Regions from separate parts of the Rattus norvegicus genome. Here region 1 is linked to region 2. Evidence: chromatin contacts called from public Hi-C data. All regions are on one chromosome and are shown on one strand. Each heading gives the region's core, a stretch centred on a gene start, on an enhancer-like site or on the middle of the called end of the contact. The rest is flanking DNA. Distances are from core to core; before and after follow the strand shown. Region 1 has its middle 240 kb from the start of Fn1. Region 2 overlaps LOC134480293 (a long non-coding RNA gene).

Region 1 (4,061 bases), core at 970-3,469, 170 kb before region 2:
TCAGATAGGAATATGAATGTGGGGAAAGGGGCATAGACGTCATTCTTTTTATGGTCAAAAGATCGAATTCCAAAGGTCAATAAATGTATCTTGAACCTAGGTCCTCATTCAGGCCCCGGTTTCTTCTACAAGCTGAGCGCCTCTGAACATACTTCTGAATGTCTTTGACTCAAGAAAGTTGAGTGAGCTGGGCATGGTGGTGCACACCTGTAATCCTAGCACTCTGGAGGCAGAGGCAGGTGGATCTCTGAGTTCCAGGCCAGCCTGGTCTACAAAGTGCGTTCCAGAACAACCAGGACTACACAGAAAAACCCTATCTGGAAACAAAACAAAACAGCAACAAAACAAAAAACAAACAAAAACAGAAAAAGAAAATAGAATGATCGGTGTATAGAGTCGGAGGTGCTTCATGTGTTAGATCTTATCCTAGTGGTAAACTTTGTAGGGAAGGAATTATTAGCTGCAATTCTCACACAAATCCACAGAAAGGTCATAATCTTCCCAGCACGTGGCAGAGCCAACATCCAGATCTTGTCTTCTTCTTCTTCCTTACCACGTTGGTGCTTCCTGCTCCTCACATGTGACACAGAGCTACTCTTCCAACTTTCCTCATGGTATGTCAGGAAGATGCATGGCCCCACCACCTACGAAATATTTTGTAACTGCCAAACACAGTGGGCAAAATTTTGTTTATGGCACCTCGGCCAAGTCTGGTTTCAATACATGCTTGGATCACTTGTCCACCCTTCACATGTTACACGAGGGTGAGGGCTCAGAGAAGCACATCCAGGGTGGCCGAGAGTGACCTTTAGCTGCAGTCTTTGGTACCCTGCCACTTCAGCTGTTTGTCTGTACAGCCCTCTGATGTCTCCCCCACCAGTAAAAGTTTATGTCAGTTGTATGTTGACGACAGGCTTCAGACCTCAGCAAGTTCCAACACAGGCTACTACAACATGGTTGAAATAAACCGCACTCCACACTGCGCCCAGACACTTAGAAGAAATGTAGGGTGACTTCTAAAAGATTGCCTTGGATAAATAAGGCCCGAGCTTGTACCTTTCCAGATGACCAGCCAGGAAGCCCAGGTGCAAGTGAATCAGCAGACGGGGTCCTCTCAGCTGAGACAGCACAGGGCCCGTGTGTCCATAGGCAGCTGGGCAGCGGTTGGACTCTTGGCTGGGTTAAGCTTCAGATGTGGCCTGGCTGGGGCTGATTCAGGGAGAAAGGCTGCTTCCCCCCTGAGTCATGCGGCTGGCTTCAGCCTGGGTTCTGCTTAGGTAACTTGCCCAGTGTTCGTGGGCTTCTGCAGCTGACAGCTGAGTCCAATGTGGCGGGACAAGTGGTCCTCCAGAGGGATGGGGAGTGGTAGTGTGTGGCAAGAGGAAGGATGAGTTACTATTTAAAAGACTCAATCAACACAGAGAGGTTTCTGAGAAAGGAAAAAAAAAAAAGAAATTCATCAGATGAACTGAAATGCAGATAGAAACCAGAGGGAGGTTTACCTGTGGTAGAGAGCTCTTTCCAACAGGCATTCCACCACACAAGCTGGACTTACAGAAGACCCTGGCCCACAGTCGTAACAGTAAAATTAGCCAAACAATATAGCAAAAGCTAGGTTTGTGGCAAGGATGACAGGCAAAGGAGAGGCTCATTAGACCTTTACCTGATATGGCCAAGTGTCTCTTGTCTTTCTTTCTTTCTTTTTTGGTTTATTTATTTAGTATACATTGTTCTGTCTACATGTGTGCCTTCAGGCCAGAAGAGAGCATCAGATCTCATTATAGATGATTATAAGCCAACACGTGGTTGCTGGGAATTGAACTCAGGACCTCTGGAAAAACAGCTGGTGCTCTTAACCTCTGAGCCATTTTTCCAGCCCCATCTCTTGTCTTTTAACTGTATATAGTCTTGGGTGGGGTCAAGTTTGGGGTTTCTAGAATTTATATTGTTAGAACTCAGACCTTTCGGGATCTGCTGCTAAGAGCCTATAGATCTGGCCTCACCCACTGCAGTCTCTTTCCCCTCATAGCTACTATAAAAGCTGACAGGTCACATACTACTCTCCCAAAGAGCCAGATCTCAACCCCACCCCACCTCAGGGTCCATGGATGCTTAACTGCGGTCACCTATTAACTTAGCCCCACTCCCCTGTCCTGAGTCTCTGTGACCCCTGTCATGTATCATAAGTCACTTATTAACCAAGCTGTTTCCTCACAGTCCAGTGTCCCCATTGCCCCCCAGAAACCTTTCAGAGTAAACAGTGAACTTTGTCTTCCAGGACTGATGCCTCTCACTGCAGACCCCTGTCATACTATTTACTGCTGTGTCAATACACCTGTCCCCTGAAGGAAATTTTGTTCAGGACCTTTCTGTTGGATCCTCTTTCTCCTCCTCCAAAAACCTAACATACATAGACAACAGATGGTTTCCTGGAGGTAGAGACTCCTTCATAATACAGCAATTTTGAGTCATCATCCACACTAGGATGAGACTTTTAGTCATGCACTAGCCTTTGAGTCACTATACTCCCGAAATAAATCAATAAATTTACAAATTCATTGGCTCACTAAGTTGAATGGATTAGTTGTTGTTGTTGTTGCTGCTGCTGCTGCTGCTGCTGTTATTGTTGTTGGGTCTCTTGGTTTGTACTATCTGGGATGCAAAGATATTTTTTCATGCTTCTTTCCAGAAGGAAAGTCAGTGTCAAATGTCTGCAGACAGCTGCTATAGGCTGCTTCCTCATGTGTGACATGGGGTGACTTGCATCCTTGCTTTGGTGGCAGTTACAGGACTCCTTCTGTGGATGATAACACAGACAGGGAAAGGCAGGATAGAGCATTTCCAGGGGAAATGCTGATGTGGTCACTTTCCCCTGTGTGGTAACAGGCTGACATGGCTTCACGCTGTGGTGGCAGTTGTATGGCTCTTGCTATGGGTGATAAGACGTGCAACTGTGGTGTGACTAAAGAGGCCTTTGATGCCTACTTCACTAGACAAGATAGATGGCCTTGGCTGGAGAGTAAAGATAACTTAGGAGGACCCCGGGACTCTTTCGAGCTTGCTAGTGGCTTTCCTGGTGGGGCACGATCTCTCTGCCTGATTTGGAGACGTAGAGTAGCTTATAAATTGGGCTTATAAGTTCTAAAGTAATCAAGAAGGTCTGGGACCAAACAAAAACAGACACAAGGGGCTGATCTGAGTCACCTTAGAACAAATAGAGCAGAATTTGTGGTGAACTGTGTTTCCCACAGGGGATAAATGAACAAAAACACAAAGGCTGTGCTTGTGAGACCCTGGAAGTTGTTCAAACTCAAGCAACATTCACCAAAAGTAGGAATGACAGAAAGAACCTTTCCTTCTACACGTTGTTCCTGCTTCTGTGAAGAGGGGAGTCTTGTGTGCTGGGGATTACCTCAGCTGCTTCCCTGAGGAGACGGCCTGCAGAGGCAGCCTAGGCAAAACAACCAGAGATCACAACTGGTTGATCTGTAGAGCTGTTGGTCCCTGGCTGGTGTGTGGAAGACTTGGGCTTTGATGGACGCTGGAGTTGAGTATATCTTAATTTATGGCAGTACCCAGAGAGTCCCAGGACCAGTGGGCAGTGACTGACCAATATGCAGCTAGAACTCTGTTGATGACAAGATTAAGCGTGCCTGAGGACGAGGTAGCTATTCCCCCTGAACATATTGTGTACATTTCTTCCCTGCAGCTCTAAGTACTGAGTGGACATGTTCCCAGAACACACCCTGCTTAGGAGAATTCTTTTAGGGGGTTGAAATCGAAAAGACAGTCATGTACCATTGGGTGAAATGAGACCCAGTAAGAATAGAGATTAGAGAAGGTATAGAGACCTAACTGAGGTCTCTTCAACAAAGAAGGTAAAAGCCCCCATCTGGATAATAACCAGTGTTATTTTGACAGAACAAATGATATGCGTTATGGAATCTTCTCATGGTGTAGTAGACCTTGCTTGTTTGTTGTTTACTGCTCTAATTGGTGGCAGGAATCTGGGAGAGCTGTACCTAAAAATAAGGATGACTGAAGTCTTAGGCAATAGCTAA
Region 2 (3,837 bases), core at 1,227-3,726:
TAATTTTATTATTATTGAATTGATCAACTAACTTTCTGAGTTGGGAAAAGAAAGAACGCTTAAACCATATTGGTCCACACTGAGATTCTTTTTTTTTTTTTTTTAACACAGAAGCATATCTGTTTAGTGATCGATTAGGAGAATTAGCTTAGCCAGTTGAAACAGAAAAGAAATAAAGAAAAATGGGGGGATGGACAGGCATGGAACTCCTAACCTTTTCAAGTCCTCTGGCCCGCTAGCTTGGTTGACCATACTATATTTCAGTGAATTATTATTATCATGCGATTGGGGGGAAAGGCTTGAGTTTGTGTGCTGTTGTTAGCATAATTCTGAGATTATTAGTGCCTATATAACTGTGTACTTTGCACACACAGACACACACTTGATTTTGGGCTTCCCTGTGTCAAAGGTAGCATTTTTTTAAAAAGCAGAACATCACATTAATGTTAACATGGAACTCCCTGTAGAAAAGAACTTTGGTTTTGATTTCATTTATTTATGAAAAGAGATTTTAGATTCTATGAGCCATGGGCCATCACTCATGCTTGCTCTCTTACAGTGTGTCTCTGTCCTTACAGGCTTATAAGGAGCGATGCTACCTGTGGCGTCAGTATTGTGTTCAGACACGCAGAAAACTCGAGGCCCCAAAATAATCCAACATTTAATCAACAGCTGAAAAGTTTTTGCACAGTCGACGGTTTACATTTTAGCATGGCCACTCCTTCCAACAAGAAAATTTCCCCATATTTGGCGGATGCGGTGTACGAACTCAGCCTCTGCTTCTCTTTGATGGACAAGGAGAGCAGCTGGTAACCGTCACGGTGTCACATAGCTTCAAAGCTGGATGACTGACCTTAGGTTGCCTCTCTTCTCTTTTCCAAGTGCTCCCAATCTCTTCAACCCTTTCACTGTAGTTCAGTTTGCTGTTTTCTCTGTCTCTGACTCTACCAAAATTGAGGAGCTCCAAACTGAAAAGTATTTTCTTGTTATAACACAACTAGTACCAAATATGGAAAATACCATCTATTTGTCTATCTGCTCATCGGCTAAGTGATCATGGAGAGTCTCTCTCCCACCCCTCTACATCAGAGAAGTCAGGTGCATCTTGCCAATAAAGTTGTTGGATTTCAGAGAACATGAGGCAAGGTTTGTCATAAAACCATGACATCAGTAGTGAAAGAGTTTCTCAGATGGGAGGAGGGTCGAAGGCCAAGAAATAAGCAATGGGCTGTCAGCTAGCTAAACCATCATCTATGAAACCTAGTTTTGCCTTTTTATGCACTTCTTATCAAGAAATCCTGCCTCCCTATGTGCCTGTGCATATGCATGGGCATATATGTATGTGTTCATGTGTACATGCATGTGTGTATTCATTTGAGGTATTTCCTTATCTTTTGTTAATCATAAACAAAAAAACTCTGTGTGTGTGTGTGTGTGTGTGTGTGTGTGTGTGTGTGTGTGTAGGAAGATCAAGTCAGCCTTGGGTGTCCGTCCTTACATCTGCCTTGAGACAGAGTCTTGTTTTCTGCTATGTACTTCCAGCTGCCCAGGATCAAGGATTTCTTTCTCTCCATCCCTTTACTCACTATAGAGGCACTGGATTACAGAGCGGAGTGGGTTTGGGGGAGTCCAATATCAGGACCTCCCATCTGATGGGAAGCCATTTACTCACTGAGCTGCCTTCTCTGCCCCTCTTTTCCCAGTTTTAAATATGCATAACTTCTTCATTAAATCTTACGTTTTATTTTGTTCCACAAAAGCATCAGACTCATGAAGTTCTCCACATATTAAAGTAAGAAACTTACTGTTTAAAGAGTCTCGGGATCCTCTAATCCACTCTTAGGTTCTCAGCTCTGCCTGGTTACTTTGTTCCTTCCTTCTCAGGTAGTAAACGTAACAACCAGAGCACAGTTGAGAATATCAAACAGGAACAATGACTTTAGGTGCATGTGACCTCCAAACTGTGAAGCCATAGAGAAGAAAAGGAAAAAAAGTTATCAAATGATTTTAAAAAAAATGGCACAGAACCTGGACTAAAATTTTCAACAGTGCAAAATTTGAGGTGTTTCTCTTTTGGAGATGAGCCATAAGTTGTGTTTCATCAAAAGTAAAGAAGTCACTTTTGAAAACTGTCCCCACAGCGTAGGGAAGGGGAAAAGCCCAGACTCACAACTTCCAAAGGCGCTCTTTATTCGCGCGTCTACGTGAGAAATAAACCCCAGTCAAAGAGGGTAGACAGAGCCTTCCTGACTCAGACAAGCAGCAGCAGGCAGGCAGAGTCACGGCCAACCTGCTTGGCAAATTAATGTTCGAAAATATTATGTCTCAAGCGTAGGAAGTCTGCAGGCGGAGTGTTTGCGGTGTTATCAGACAAGAATCTCTGTGTACCTGGACTCGGTGTACACTTCTCTTCAAACCCAAGGCTTCGCACTGAGTTATGTCAACATATGACTCAAAAGGGCCGGAAAGGGAAAAACAGGCACAAAGAAGGCCGTGGAGACAAGCGCAAACAAAAACACAAGCCAAAGTAAGCCTGCCTGTTCTGAGAACTGGGAGCGCTTCTTTTTAAACCAAAGGTGGAAAAAATGGACTCTATACCTTCCAATGACCTTTCATCTCATCTCAAGGGGATAAAAAGATACCAAGAAAATATATAGTATTCTAAAAGATAAGTAAAATTTCCTTTTAATCCAAACTATTTTCAGAAAATGCTAGTCATGGGGCGTGGGACGTGACTCACGTAAGTGCTTGCCGTGCAAGCATGAAGATGCCCAGAGTTCAATACCTAGAATTCACATGAAAAAGCTGGATGGGGCATGCACAGCTGTAATCCTCAGAATGGAGCTCACTGGTCGGCCAGCCTAGCCTGACCATGGAGCTCCAGGCCAACAGAGTGACAGAATGTGAGGAACACTATGTGAGATTGTCTGCTAGTCTCTGTGTGCACATGCATTAGATATTAGTTATGCATAGTATAGTCTCTAAGCTCTACCAGGAATTGGTGCTCATTTCCTGAGCAGTCTATATACACAATTCTTCCATTGTTAAAACAATGAGAGGTAAGTGATTGACAGGGGTTGGTCTCCCTACTAGCATGAACCTCGCCAAGAAAGACTATGCAGATAGCAGGCGCTCATATTTGCCTCAAATATTATGTGCTTCCTTCTAGTACCCTGTACGCTTCCACATTTAAAATGAACTTATGTGTGTAAGAGGGATACTTTTGTAAAATAGGAACCCTTAATTTCTCTTACTATGTGGCCAAAATTATGCCCACCAGAAATGCTGACTGCAAAGGAAAATATCTTATCTTCCTAACGCACAATAGTAATTGTATCTTACCAAAAATGCAATTATTTCTGTTTGTTTTTAAGTGTCACTGCTGAATAAAGGCTATGAGCCTGCTGGCCAGAGACTGAATTGAAAGTGACTTTTAAATAAAGCACATAGCTGTGTGAATACAAGAAAGACATTTACATAGCTACATGATGACCTAATCCCAGAGATGACTAGAAAAAGGAAAGGATGATCAAAATACTAGGAAAATGTTATCTGCTTTGCTTGACAATTTAGAAAACCCAATGTTCTCAGCCTTAATATAAGATGACGTTATGCAATAATTTGCAACACATATAATAAACTCCTCAGTCCCAATTTGTCTGGCTCTAGAGATAAAACTGATGGCGTAAAGATTTGAATGTAAATGAGAAACAGGAAAGGCTGGCTATGGGTGGGCAGATGGCAAACTCTATTCAATTAAGCAAGATTGACTTCAGCATTCAACCAGGAGTTTAAGATCCTAATTGGAATCTAACAAGACACTTTTCCCTCCTCCCT

The links. A called contact is a pair of places that touch in the nucleus more often than the background predicts.
Region 1: a Hi-C map of liver shows a contact between it and region 2, with 7 times the contacts expected there. The contact joins two enhancer-like sites. A contact is called at or near these places in 3 of 12 Hi-C or Micro-C datasets (hepatocytes, kidney and liver).

The regions. Positions count from the first base shown.
Region 1 is chr9:80,952,964-80,957,024 of GRCr8, reverse strand. No RefSeq gene overlaps it. Among named protein-coding and RNA genes, the nearest start is that of Fn1, 240 kb to the right of the region's middle. Within about 2 kb of position 2,219, at least 9 of the 93 cell types and tissues checked have an H3K27ac peak or open chromatin away from gene starts, as enhancers often do. A contact at or near this core is called in hepatocytes and liver, where this site is marked.
Region 2 is chr9:80,781,115-80,784,951 of GRCr8, reverse strand. LOC134480293 (a long non-coding RNA gene) reads left to right here. Exons shown (of 3, transcript XR_010054664.1): 3 at 579-1,697. Among named protein-coding and RNA genes, the nearest start is that of Fn1, 69 kb to the right of the region's middle. Within about 2 kb of position 2,476, at least 7 of the 93 cell types and tissues checked have an H3K27ac peak or open chromatin away from gene starts, as enhancers often do. A contact at or near this core is called in hepatocytes and liver, where this site is marked.